Linked DNA regions of Mus musculus: region 1 is linked to region 2. Evidence: chromatin contacts called from public HiChIP or PLAC-seq data. All regions are on one chromosome and are shown on one strand. Each heading gives the region's core, a stretch centred on a gene start, on an enhancer-like site or on the middle of the called end of the contact. The rest is flanking DNA. Distances are from core to core; before and after follow the strand shown.

Region 1 (6,417 bases), core at 2,377-4,876, 89 kb after region 2:
AAAATATAATAAAAACTTTTGGCAGTCTTAGGGAGCCTGAAAGGGGCAAAAACAGGCTGGTCAACAGTGGCTGACAAGGCCACTCCTAGCCCCGATTCTGCTGTGGTGTGGCCATCAGGGCTCTGCATCATCATTTCTTTCTTTTTGTTTTTTATTTTTCAAGACAGGGTTTCTCAGTATAGCGCTGGCTGTCTTGGAACTCACTCTGTAGACCAGGTTGGCCTCGAACTCAGAAATCTGCCTGCCTCTGCCTCCCGAGTGCTGGGATTAAAGGCGTGAGCCACTAGGTCCGGCTGCATCATCATTTCTGATATGGATTTCCCAACAAAGGTACCAGTTGTATTGCAAGTCTCCAGGAGTTAGGAATTAGCCATATCTTTCCCCTAGATGAAGGTCTTACCCTTCTTGACACTTCAACACTTTAATACAGTTCCTCATCTTGTGGTGACCCCCCCAACCATAAAATTATTTCATTGCTACTTCATAATCATATTTTGGATATTCAGGATATGCAACTCCCAACGAGCTTGGGACCCACAGGTCAAGAAACACTGCAGCCTAAAGCCTATGGTAGTGAATTTTCTGGCTTCGAGGGAAGACCGGATGCTGAGCAGGCAGACCTGTCAAATGCCCACAGCACTTCACTGTTCTTTGTCTTACCCTGCTGCTCCCACATTAATCTTTTCTACCATCCCTCTATACTCGCCCATCAAAGATCTGGGTGTGGTAGAGCCCAGACTGAGAACTGTGTTGCTTTCTCCCATCCCATCTGTGCTGCCCCTGGTCCCTCTGTGTCCGAAGTCCCTGTAATCCGTGGAGACTAAAGTGATCGGTAAAGATAGAACACATCATCTCCTGGGTACCGCTCCTTGTCCACTCTGGGACCTCCCTTGTTTCAGGACCTCTCCATTCTCCCTTCCGCCTGGGCAGGCGTAGAGACCCACCTGTTACTTAGGTAGTACCTTTTGTGCCATTCCTGTTGCTGAGGAAATGTCACTCCAAGCATTTGTTACTCCTTTTACTGCTGCGATAAAACGCCAGGACCAAGATGGCTCATAGAAGGGTGTATTTGGTCTTACAGTTCCAGAGGGATAAGATCCATCATGACAAGAACGTGGCAGGCATGACAGTTGGAACTGCAAGGTTGCATCTTGATCCCTCTCTGCAGGAGCAGAGAGCAAACTGAGACCGGTGCATGGCCTTTAAACCTTAAAGCCCGCCCACAGTGACATACTTTCTCCAGTAAGACCACACCTCCTAAGCCTTCCCAAACAGCGCCATCAACTGGGGATGAAGTGTTCAAACATCTGGAGAGGGACATTTTTGTTTGTCACAGGCTGGAGGTGGCTCAGCAGGCAAGGGTGCTTGCTGCCAAGCCTAAGGACCTGAGCTTGATCCAAAGAATTCATGTAGTGAAACGGAAAGAACCGCTCTGACTTCCGTGAGCAAACACTTGCAGGATATCTGACTACGAAGTGAACTCTAAGACTGTGTTATTTACTGGAAAAACCTGTTTCTAGTTGTAGTGCGGCTCAGCCCTAGCACACACCTTTAATCCAACTGCGTTCTTTCTGTTTATTGTCAATATTATTAAAGAAAGTCAACCATCAGTCAAAGGCGTTAGCAAGCAACCAGTAGACAGGAAAGCCAGAGAGAGTGAGAGGAAGTCAGGAGGACTGGCAGAGAGACCCTGGAGTAGAAGGGAGAGACATTGAGTTTGAAAGGTTTTTGGGGTGCTGTGGAGAGGGAGGGCTTCCTTTCCCTTTTGGGGTGTTGACTGAGGAGGAAGGTCAGCACGGTGCTTTCTCTGCCTCTCTGAGCTAGCAGGCTTTCCCCCCAGCATCTGGCTCCTGAGTACTGGTAAAACTGTAAGATTGTGTTAAAAACCGCAGCACAGTAGTACACACACACACACATGCACATTAACTATGTTAAAATATTTTTAAGAACTATAAGTCGCATCACATCTACTGTCCCGGAGCTCGTCTCCATCAAGGTGTTTATCTGAAGTTACCTTATCTGTCTCTACCTTTCAGATGTAAACAGTGTTCTCATAGCAACAAGAAGCTTGTGTGTCTAGTTCATCGCCATATGCCTAGAGGGGCAATAACTTAGAAGATAATCAGCTGTTTATTAAAAAGCGAATGGCTGGAAAAGACATTTGAGGATGGTTGTCTTTTTATAGAGGAAAGACAAAAACTAAGGGCCAGAGAGGCCCATTGGACTTGCAAACTTTATATGCCCCAGTACAGGGGAACGCCAGGGCCAAAAAGGGGGAGTGGGTGGGGAGGGGATTGGGGGGGTGGGTATGGGGGACCTTTGGGATAGCATTGAAAATGTAAACAAGGAAAATATCTTAAAAAAAAAAAACCTAAGGGCATAAGCTGCAATTTCTTTTTTTTTTTTTTTTTTTTTAGATTTATTTATTTATTACATGTAAGTACACTGTAGCTGTCTTCAGACCCTCCAGAAGAGGGAGTCAGATCTCATTACGGATGGTTGTGAGCCACTATATGGTTGCTGGGATTTGAACTTCGGAAGAGCAGTCGGGTGCTCTTACCCACTCAGCCATCTCACCAACCCAAGCTGCAATTTCTATGCGATTAAAAAGTATCCACTCAGCCGGGTGTGGTGGCGCATGCCTTTAATCCCAGCACTGGGGAGGCAGAGGCAGGTGGATTTCTGAGTTCGAGGCCAGCCTGGTCTACAAAGTGAGTTCCAGGACAGCCAGGGCTATAGAGAAGCCCTGTCTCAAAAAAAAAAAAAAAAAAAAAAAAAAAGAAACCCTGTCTTGAAAAACAAAACAAAACAAAACAAAACAAAGTATCCACTCCTTGGGGCTGGAAAGATGGCTCACTGGTTAAGAACACTTGTTGCTCTGGAGTTGCCTGTAGCTCCAGCCTCAGGGGGCCAGATGCCCTCTTTTGACCTCTGAGAACACTAGTGCCCTCATGGTATACAAACACACACACAGCAAATACTCCTGGGTGAGAAACCGTGTGTCTTTTGGTCTGAATTATGTGTCTTTGCTTTGGGCCTCTAAGGGAGACTTTATTTAAATGGACTCTTACACAAAGGCAAGGCAAACACACCCTTTTGATTTGGACCTCTTTCACTTGAGTTCGAATAGTTTTTTTTTTTATTTATTTTTTCTAGAAATGCAAGATTCTGTTTTCTACTTTATTAAAAGGAAGTCATTTCATAAATGTGATCGGGGCTTATGAGTAAAGTCCTCCATTAATAGAGTAGCAGAGAGGGCATACAGGGAACAGGTCGTACATTTGACATTTTAAATTTTCTTTATCCAGTATTTAAGCCTCTGGCTTGTGTTATCATCATTCTTTCCTGTTAAGGCCTCAATATGCATTCAAGCCATCTGTGTTTACCTCTGTTTTTCCCTAACGGAGACATGGGCGTAGTAAAATCTTGGTAACTTCTGTATCCCTACCTACTTCTGTGGAAATTCCTCTTATCAAAGTAAACGTCCATGGAGTGGTTAAAATTTCAACTTTAGAAATATACAGTTCATGTTAAGTCCAGGAAGGGAACCCCCTTTCATATCCAGGGTGTTTTGTGTGATGTTACCAGGGCAACCTGTACCTTGTGGACTTTCCCCAGCTGCAGATTGTGAACAGCGACCTTTTGTTCTTGACCTTCGTTCAAGAAGTCAGGTGCAGGTTGCCAGCTTGTCTGTGTCCATTCTTGCCTAGCCCACCCCACATCCCCGCCCCACCCCTCCCCCTGTGGCCATGTCAAACTCACTGCAAGCGAGTTTGGGTTGTTAGGTAAGGGGAGGCTGCTTGTCCAGACTGGCAGATAAGGAACAGCAGTTCGAAGACTGCTGCCTGTCCAAGGTTGTGTGAATCTACATTTGATCTTGTCTGGCTTTTCCTGGGGAGACATGAACAAATGTCTGTTCGCTCCAGGTAGTGCCCACAACAGAACAAAGCAGATTCCAACCAAGCCAGTAACTTTATGAGGTTTATGAGTGTACAAGGAGCCTGAGAGACTCAAAGGCAGCTGCCTCTGGAAGCTGCAGCCCAGGTGTGCCCTACAGGACTCAGGCAGCTCTGGGAAGCATCTCGCCCCTCTGGTAATTGGTCCCTGCTTACAGACTTGTTAGCCTTGCGGTTCCCTATCTTTTGAGTCCTGTAAATTTTTGGCTTCTTGAATATGAATCTTCCTCAGCCCCCAGGAAGCAATGCTTCACTGGAGGAAGAAACTGCATAGCACCTTTGTGTGCTGCGTTAGCTCAGAGCCAAGCAAACAGGCATGGGAGAAGCGGCAGCCGAGTCTTTCCCCGCCTCAATAGTTTGTATATAGAGCTGAATGTGGCATGGTGAACACCCTTTACCACCTAGGAGAATAAACATTTTAGGCTGCAGAGATGGCTCAGTGGTGGAGAGAACTTGATTTTTGCAGATCAGCTTGGCTTACCAGCACCAACATGGAGGCTCATAGCTGTAACTCCAGTTTCAGGGGGTCTAATGCCGTCTTCTGGCCTTTATAGGCATGTACTGGGTGCGCATATACATACATACGTACATACATATATGTATGTATGTAAAACTAGTATGCATTAAAAGAAATATTTCTTTGATCATGTTTGTATCCTTATCTAAATTTTTGCTTTGGGGGATAGAATTTCACTATGTAGCATCTGCTGCCCTGGAGCTCGCTTTGTAGACCAGGCTGGTCTTGAACTCACAAAGATTTACCTGTCTCTTCCGTCCAAGTGCTGGGATTAAAGGCATGCACCACCACAACTGGCTGTTATACTTTCTCTGAGGAATGTTTTAAAGAACCAACAAGATGGTTTAGCAGCTGGTGATTTGAATGAAAATGGTCCCCATAGGCCCAGTGGTAGTGGCACTGTTAGGAGGTGTGGCCTTGTTGGGGTGGGTGTGGCCCATAGCCCATTTGTAGTGGCACTGTTAGGAGGTGTGGCTTTGTTGGAGTGAGTGTGGCCTTGTTGGAGGAAGTATGTCACTGCAGGTGGGCTTTAAGGCTTCAGAAGTTGAAGCCAGTCCCAGTGTCATTCTCTCTTCATGCTACCTGCCAATCCAGACGTAGAACTCTCAGCTGCTGGTCTGCACCATGGCTGCCTGTGCACCACCATGCTTCCTGCCATGACAATAATGGACTAAACCTCTTTACTGTAAGTCAACCCTAGTTAAATGCTTTCCTTTAAAAGTTGTTGTGGTCCTGGATGCTCTTCATAGAAACAGAACACTGACTAAGACAGCAGATAAAGGCACTTGGTTGCTCAGTTTGATCCCTGGGACATACATGGTGGAGGGGAAGAACTGGCTCCTGTAAGATCTACCACACACACACACACACACACATACACACACACACACATTGTGGGATACATTACACACATACAAACATACACTGTAATTTCAAATTTAAAAATGTCTTTTAAAAGTAAAATTGAGGGTAAACCTTATTCTGTGAGTAGAAAACCAGTGTCATTTGTCATCAATAAGCATCAATTTTCCTATACATAACAATAAACCGGTGAGTAGTCATATGTATGGTGATCTACATCTTGAGCTATCTACACACAGCAATTGAGAGAGTATTGCTATGTCTCAATCCTGCCTTCTCTCTATCACAAATAGAGGGACAGGAAAACCAAAGCTGCTTTGAGTTAGGCTCATAGCTAACACCAGGTCCTTCTCTGTTAAAGGATTGAATGCACCTTGTCCGGACCAACTCTTGCGAAAGCCTGTTGGGTCTATAAAACAAACAACAACCCCTATCCCCTCGAGGGCTAGAGACATGGCTCAGTGGTTGCAGCTCTTTCAGGTGACCTGAGTTCAGTTTTTAGCAATTGAAGCAGGGTGGTTCTGATGCTAAGGTCCTGCTCCCCAATTTGTCAGTAAAGAAATCCAGGGGGCCAATTGCTGGGTGAAAGGTACAGGCAGAACTTCCAGACCCCAGGAGGAAAAGGAGACACGAGGAAGGAAAGAGAAGTTTCTGCCATCTTTGGAGAGAGAACAACACAGCAGCCATGTGAGGTCTCTGGGGAAGCTGGGGCCTGTGGCCACTACTACAGGCAGGTGGCCAGGGATGTTTGGCAGGGGCTAGTGGGACTAGCCACTGAAGTTTAGGGCAGGTAGAGAGGTAGACATAATAAATTGGTAAGGGCATGCTTTTCTGGGAGGGAGATACCAGTGCCCAGGAACTGTGCCAAGAAGTCAAATTGTAAAGGAACAAACTCTGTGTGTGTGTGTATGTATGTTTGTGTGTGTGTGTATGTGTGTGTGTCTGTGTGTGTGTTCTGTCAAAGGATTCAAGGGAAGCTGTGTGGAGGCTGGTAGCCTGGCCGGTCTGGAGCAAAGACAGTAACATAAAACTACACGCAACAGCATCGATTTCTTAGGATGGATCCGTATAACTCCAGCTCCC
Region 2 (7,021 bases), core at 3,908-6,407:
TTATAACTAGCTGAGAATCCCTGAGAAGTTAGGAGTCGGGAGAGGGGTCCATGTTTGGCTCCTCTCTCACTTGCATCTGCCTGTTCTGTTGTAGGCCTGAAGTGCAGCAGCTGTGAGCCCTTTGCAGCCGGAGCCACCAACAACCTCTCTAGGTGCAATTCCGATGAGAGCAATCTCTCTGAGAAACAGAGAGCATCCACTGTCATGTACCACCCGGAGGGAGAGTCCAGCACGGCTCCCTTCTTCTCTATGGCGTCGTCCCTGAACTTGCCAGTCCTGGAAGTTGGCAGGACTGAAAACAGCAGCTTCTCTTCAGCCACTCTTCCTCGACCTGGGGACCCTGGGGCTCCCCCTTTGCCCCCAGACCTTCGGTTGGAAGAGGGGGGAAGTTGTGGAAACTCAAGTGAGATGTTTCTCCCCTTACGGTCACGGGCTCTTTCACGCCAATGATACATCACCGCCTAGTTGTTTTACTAGTGATGCAAAATGCTGTGAAGGAGGCCATCTTTCTATACAAACCACGGTGACAGGTCACTCACATTCGATGCGTGCCTTTAAAATCAGTGTACACATTCTCTGTAAATAGGATTTGTTAGGGTAAAGAAGCGCTCTGGGGCGGCGTGGTGTAAATCATGGTGGTCGTGACTTTTCCATAATGTCCTTTCTTTTTTATTATTTTTAGGTGTTTGCGTATTTTGAACTTTTCATAAGATTAATTTTATCGGAATATTTCTCAATTTGAGAAAACAACTTGTGGATTGGGAATAATGTTTTTAGCACATTTATGCTACAAATTTTCAGTCTGATTGTTTTTCCCACTGATCTGGCAGTATATTTTAGCAGTAAGCTGTTGTGTTTCAGGAAAGCTGGACACGGGAAAGCTGCCGACACACTCAGCAGTGTCCCACTCCTTAGTTCTGAGAAGCCGTCGGGTTCTGAGGAGACACCTGGTGGCACTGAGCCTGGTGACCTCAGTGGGCCAAAATTTGTTTTATACTCACCCTGCCAGCGTGAGTGTCTTACTTTCACAGGCCTTGTGTCCTCAGTCTTATCTTAAAGGATGTTATCTTGGCAGGGCATCACTTGTAATTAATGGATGATACTTGTAATTGACTAAAGTCCTCGCTCTGAGCCGTTTGTTCTGGCTCCGAGAGCGCTGACATGTGAAGCATGGTGAGCAGCGAGGGAACTGACAGGATGTGGCCGTGGCCAGTGTGGCTTTAGTGTTTGCATCAGGCAGCCACCAGCTCCATCCGTGTTCTTACTGCTTTACAAAGTTTGACTAACTTTACACATTTTAAAAATGCTGATTGTCTTCGTTTAAATTATAATTTTACCTATTTCTTGACATCTAACTCCTATTCATTTCTATTATTTAAAAATTAAGAAATGAAAATTTGCTATTAACAATAAAGTTTTTTTAATGTAGTGATGTGTCTGAGTCAGAAATTCAAAATGTCTGATTTTCAAATGTCTAACGCTTTTTAATATACTGGTTTTAAAAAGAAAATATTTCAGAGTTAAATGTGGTTGTACATGTGTGTGAGTCTGCACTTAGGGGTTGAAGCCAAAGCCCATGAGTTTGCGGCCAGCCGTGGTTATGGAGTGAGTCCAGGTTGGCCAGTGTCTGAGTTAGGGTCTTACTGCTGTGAACAGACACCACGACCAAGGCAACTCTTATAAGGACAACATTTAATTGGGGCTGGCTTACAGGTTCAGAGGTTCAGCCCATTATCATCAAGGCAGGAACATGGCAGCATCCAGGCAGGCATGGGGCTGGAGGAGCTGAGAGTTCCACATCTTCCTCTGAAGGCTGCTAGCAGAATACTGACTTCCAGGCAGCTAGGGTGAGGGTCTTAAAGCCCACCACACCCACAGTGACACACCTACTCCAACAAGGCCACACCCTGGGCCAAGTTTATATAAACCTTCACAGCCAGAGTACACAGTCATCAAGACTGTCTGTAAAAGTGGCAGGGAGGGAAGAGGGAGAACAGGGGAGTATAGAGCGAGGGGCTGGCTTGACTCGGTAGCATATAATTTGTTGTAAGTTAGTGGACCCAGTAGTTAAAAAGTGACTTTTCAGGAATATCAGATTAACACAGCATAAAAACTCCACAGCCGCTTTTGTATTGCCTTTTTCTAAAGTCCTGCTTTTTGTACGTTGTGGGCTTAACAGAAAAACCGAGCGTAAGTAATTAAGTACCAGTTCCTTACGGTCTCCCGTACTTCTAATATTGATGACAACTTGTTATAGCCTATGAACCAATGTTGTTATTAACCAAAGTCCATATTGGGTCCTCCATTACATAACTTGAAAGTTTTAGAAATGTATAATACTGCATAACCAAGTAACTTATTTTCACTGCCTTAAAAATATAATCTTTCAACCTCCCTCCTGTCTCAACCCTAGCAACTCTTCTTTAGACATTTTCTAGAATGTCTCATTGTTGGGGCATAAAGATGGAGGCCTCCTCAGGCGGTTTCTGGGGTTCCTCTACGAAGAGGGTCATCCTTAGCATAGTCCTGCAAGGTCCAACAGGCCAGGGGAGTGGCTGTCAGGAAGTTAGGTTGGCTCTTTGTTTTGTTTTTTTAGTTTTTGTTTACATTTTCACTTGTTTTAATAAATAACTCTGTGTGTGTGTGTGTGTGTGTGTATGTCTGTGTCTGTGTCTGTGTAGTACATGTGTGAGCATGTTAGTGTGTGTGCCTATGTATGGAGTCCAGAGGCTGCTGTCTGTTGTCTTACTTGGTTGCTCTCCATCTTACTGTTTGAGACAGTGACTTGCTCAGCCTAGACTTCACCATTTGGCTAGACGGGCGGCTCCTGGGATTCCCCCTAGCTCTGCGTCCCCAGGCCCTAGGGTTTCAAATGAACCACTACACCAACTTTTATATGGGTGTTGGGAACCCACACTCACAGGGGAGTCCTGTGTGTGCAGTAGGCACCTTACTGAGCCACCTTGTAGCCCTTGATGAAACTTTTTGAGTTTAATTTTCTTTTCAAGGTCAGAACTTTTATTTAAGTCCCATCACTACAGACAACCAACCAGTTTATCCCAGCCCATGTTACCTTTAGTTAATCTGCCCTTTATTAATAATTAATACAGGTCCATTGTAGACAGCTTACATCTTTTATAGTGGGACTTTCTCAGATCCACCAATAGTATAAATAAGGACATGAGACTTCTAATATAGCTTAAAGCTTAGGCCTTTTCCTAGGGCAGTCTCCCGCTAGTTCATCTGACTTAACCTGACACTTGCCGACAACCTGCCACTTGGCTCATGCTGTGCCCTTCTCCCTGTGGTCCCCTTTCTGTACCTACTCTGCAGTCTCCAGTCTCCTCTCTTACCCTTCCTTATTCTCTCTCGAGTTTAGCTTTTGTAAAAAATAAAAAATTTTTGTTACTTTAGTTTTTAGGAACCCATTGCTATTTCTTGCCAAATATTCTTTTTGTTTTCTTTTTAAGATTTATTTATTTTAAGCCAGGCAGTAGTGACACACACCTTTAAACCCAGCACTTGGGAGGCAGAGGCAGGTGGATTGCTGAGTTCGAAGCCAGCCTGGTCTACAGAGTGAGTTCCAGGACAGCCAGGACTGCACAGAGAAACCCTGTCTCGAAAAAAAATATTTATTTTATGTAGATGAGTATAATGTAGCTGTCTTCAGACACCAGAGGAGGGTATCAGATCCCATTGCAGATGGTTGTGAGCCACCATGTGGTTGCTGGGAATTGAACTCAGGACCTCTGGAAGAGCAGTCAGTGCTCTTAACCCCTGAGCCATCTCTCCAGCTCTCAAGTTTAAATTTTTAATGCTAGAGATTCTTTACCCCATCTAAGAGCCTTCTGCCAGCCCAGCATCTTGATGCTACTCTAAAGTTTCCTGGACATCCTGGGGTTTCACTTGTCCATGTACCTTCCCTATGGTTTTTCCCCAAACTCATTATATAAACAAGCACGGCCACGGGTGTCGGAGCCTTGTACATTCACCCCATTTCCACCACGCGCTGAGATTACAAATACACACCACCATGCCCAGTTTATATGGGTGCTGGTACTGGAACCCAGTACCAGGCAGCGAGCTCTGCCTCCTGAGCTGCACTGATTTGGTTCATGTTTCCGGAGGGTAACCGGAAGCTCTGAATGAGGACTCCTCTGGACCGCTCCTCGCCCATCTTCCCTTGGTTGGACTTATGCTATATTTGCTGCAGTAAACTGTAGCTATATACACGTGGTTACTCAGCTTTCAGCGGGTTCTACAATTTTGTCACATTACCAGGCTGGAGGGTGCGTGAGGGGACCCTGAATTTGCTAATGATGTCAGATCTGAGGATGATTTGGGTAACCCAGGACTTTGTACTTTGGGAACAATTGTATCTCTGTCAAGTCTAGGTACTTGGACGGAAGGAAGTTTTTCTAGAAACACTCAGACCTATTATCTCAGAAATTACAACCCAGCAATATTCCTTGATGTACTCCAGGGACGGTCACCAAAATAAATACTAGGAATATAAACCTGAACAAGGCAGTCTAGCCCGTTCCATTACCAGACTTCGTATTTTTCTGTAGAATTTAGCAGATAAGAATCAGACCAAATGGCAAGTTATTAATGACTATGTCACCTCTGACCAGGCATTTTTAACTGGGATCTAAATATTTACAATGGTACCAACTTGGGGTGGGGGGCTGTAAAATTTCACCATTGACCTCTAGTTTGTGGCAATACTCCGGTCTCATCTTCTCAAGTGCTGGGGTTAGAAGTGTGCGCCCCCACCCCCTGCTTGCTTGTTCTTACTGTTTGGTAGACAACGTCTCCTGCACTGTATTAGCTGTTAAGAAAGGACTTACATGCACCTCGCTGGCCCTCAAATTTGCCTAGGATTATAGGTATGCATGTTTGGTTTTTCTCTGCTTTAAATTACAAGCCCAGAGTGTGACTGTGGCCACTGATTTCCCTCCGGGTATCCTAAGGCTCCCGCTGCTTTTTCCCAGAGATCCTTAAGAAAAAACAAATAAATAACTTGCTTGAGGGCTGTGGAATCCCCGCCTCCAGCATCCTTCCAATCTCCGCCCATGAGTAGGAGCGCGGCTCCGCCGCTAGGGGGCGCAAATGGATAACTCGCCAGCCTGGGGGGCGGGATCAGCCGTGGCTTCCGGCTTCCGGCTTCCGGCCGAGAGAGGGTGGGAACCCGCGGCCGTCATGGCAGCCGAAGAGAAGGACCCGTTGAGCTACTTCGCGGCTTACGGGAGCAGCAGCTCCGACTCGTCGGATGAGAACAGCGAGCCGGAAGACGCGGGTCGCAAGGAGGCGGCCTCGGCTCCGACGACGGGCGGCCGCGGGAAGCAGGCGGAGAAGCGGCTGCCCGGCCCGGACGAGCTGTTCCGCAGCGTGACCCGCCCGGCCTTCCTCTACAACCCGCTCAACAAGCAGATCGACTGGGAGCGGCATGTGGTGAAAGCGCCGGAGGAGGTGAGATCCCCGGCCCCGCGGCCGCCCCGGGGCCCGACGCCCGCTTGCCCCTCCGCCCGCTCGCCCACCCCCGGCTCGCACTCAGCCCGCGCCGCGCCGCGCGTCCCCACGGCCCCGGGAGCCCGGGGGGTGTCAGCCCGGGCCCGCCCCTCCGCGCTCGGGGGTCCCAGCCGGGCGACGACTAACGGTGGTGACTCCCCGCCCCCCGCTGCAGCTTCTCCCCGAGACCCCTTCCCTTTGACGCCGAAGTGCCTGCGCTGCTGCCTCCAAGACAGCGTCTCTGCTGCAGCCTCCTGAAGGGGTCAGCCTGGCCGTAGTATCTGGGACTGCATCCTCCTTTGGTAACTAAAAGTTATTAGCTTTATTTATCCAGGGAACCCTTTGACTTTTTCACCTAACAGTGTTGTGATGTTGATGGAAAAAAAAAAGTGTCTTTTAAGCCTAAAGGATTTTAAAAAAGAAAGAAAGAGGAAAGTCAGCCAGAATGATGAGCAGGGAGGTGCATGCGCTCGTATCCATCGCGGGAACCTCGGTTCGTCACAGGGTTTCTTAATGTGCTTACTCGACAGCCTCCAAAGGAGTTCAAGATCTGGAAGTCCAACTGCGTGCCGCCCCCAGAGACCTACACTACTGAGAAGAAGCCGCCGCCGCCAGAGCTGGACATGGCGATCAAATGGTCGAATATCTATGAAGACAATGGAGACGATGCCCCACAGAACGCCAAGAAAGCCAGGCTTCTGCCTGAAGGGGAGGAGACAGTGGAATCAGGTAAGAGAGAGGAGTGTTGTTGTTTAAGATTTCAGCACTCAGAAAGAAGAAAATCCTTCCGGACAAGGTTTACAGCCTAGTGAGTTGGAAGGCTTGCCCAGAAATTGTCTTTGGATGCTAACGGTCTTTCGATCGTTCGGGTTTTTTGTTTTGTTTTGGGGGGAGACAAGGTCTATGTAACCTGAATGTTCTCGGAACTCATTATGTAGACCAGTCTCTTGAGTGAGGCCAGCCCAGCCTGTCTGTGCCTCAGTATCTCAGTGCTAGGACTGAAGGTGTGTGCCAGCAACCCACGTTTCCGCTCCGTTTGTAAGGATTCTGCCTGAAAGTAGTCTCAGAGGTCTCTGGGTATGATGCCTTATTAGAGCGGCGGGTGTGAACTCGCTCGCGGGTCCTTGTCCTGCATTTGTGACCCACTGAAGGCTTCGCTTCTGTTGAGACAGCAGTGCTTCAGCTAATCAGGGTTGCAGCGTGAAGCAGCTGTGTAGGAGCAGGCCTGGAGTGGTTTGATTTCCTTGCCTTGTTGGTAATCTCGTTTCTGTCGTGCCTAGACTGCTGCAGTAATCTCTTCCTGCAAATCTCTGTCTCCAACTGTAGCTAGTAGTGAGCTTCTACAGTTGATATCTGATTGTGTAACTGGCTTGCCCCCGAACCTCTACAAACTGAAGAGAGCTGGAGAGTTGTGTGACCCGTTCGGTCCCCCTCACCACCGTCATTTTGGGGCTCCATCCCAGCATTTTTATCTTGAAACTCAGACCTGGGTGGACCACACTGGGATGGG

What was found. HiChIP or PLAC-seq counts read pairs in DNA pulled down with a chosen protein or histone mark.
Region 1: a contact with region 2 is called in an H3K4me3 HiChIP or PLAC-seq map of embryonic stem cells, with 24 read pairs. The contact joins the enhancer-like site here to the promoter of 2410004B18Rik in region 2. A contact is called at or near these places in 6 of 39 promoter capture datasets (the 3T3-L1 cell line, the C10 cell line, the HPC-7 cell line and 2 more), 2 of 15 datasets of contacts at CTCF or cohesin (CD8 T cells and the NIH/3T3 cell line), 10 of 484 Hi-C or Micro-C datasets (the BV-2 cell line, embryonic fibroblasts, embryonic stem cells and 3 more), 9 of 115 datasets of contacts at active chromatin or transcription factors (bone marrow-derived dendritic cells, bone marrow-derived macrophages, embryonic stem cells and 4 more) and 2 of 9 other capture datasets (adipose tissue and pancreatic islet).

What each region holds. Positions count from the first base shown.
Region 1 is chr3:146,023,680-146,030,096 of GRCm38.p6, forward strand. The region is part of intron 1 of Gm40166 (a long non-coding RNA gene); the gene reads right to left. Among named protein-coding and RNA genes, the nearest start is that of Gm40166, 3.8 kb to the right of the region's middle. Within about 2 kb of position 3,627, at least 32 of the 459 cell types and tissues checked have an H3K27ac peak or open chromatin away from gene starts, as enhancers often do. A contact at or near this core is called in embryonic stem cells, where this site is marked.
Region 2 is chr3:145,932,857-145,939,877 of GRCm38.p6, forward strand. It overlaps 2410004B18Rik (RIKEN cDNA 2410004B18 gene), which reads left to right and starts at 5,158. Exons shown (of 3, transcript NM_025555.5): 1 at 5,158-5,472; 2 at 6,042-6,240. The coding sequence starts at 5,203. Bcl10 (B cell leukemia/lymphoma 10) reads left to right here. Exons shown (of 3, transcript NM_009740.2): 3 at 95-1,510. The coding sequence ends at 450.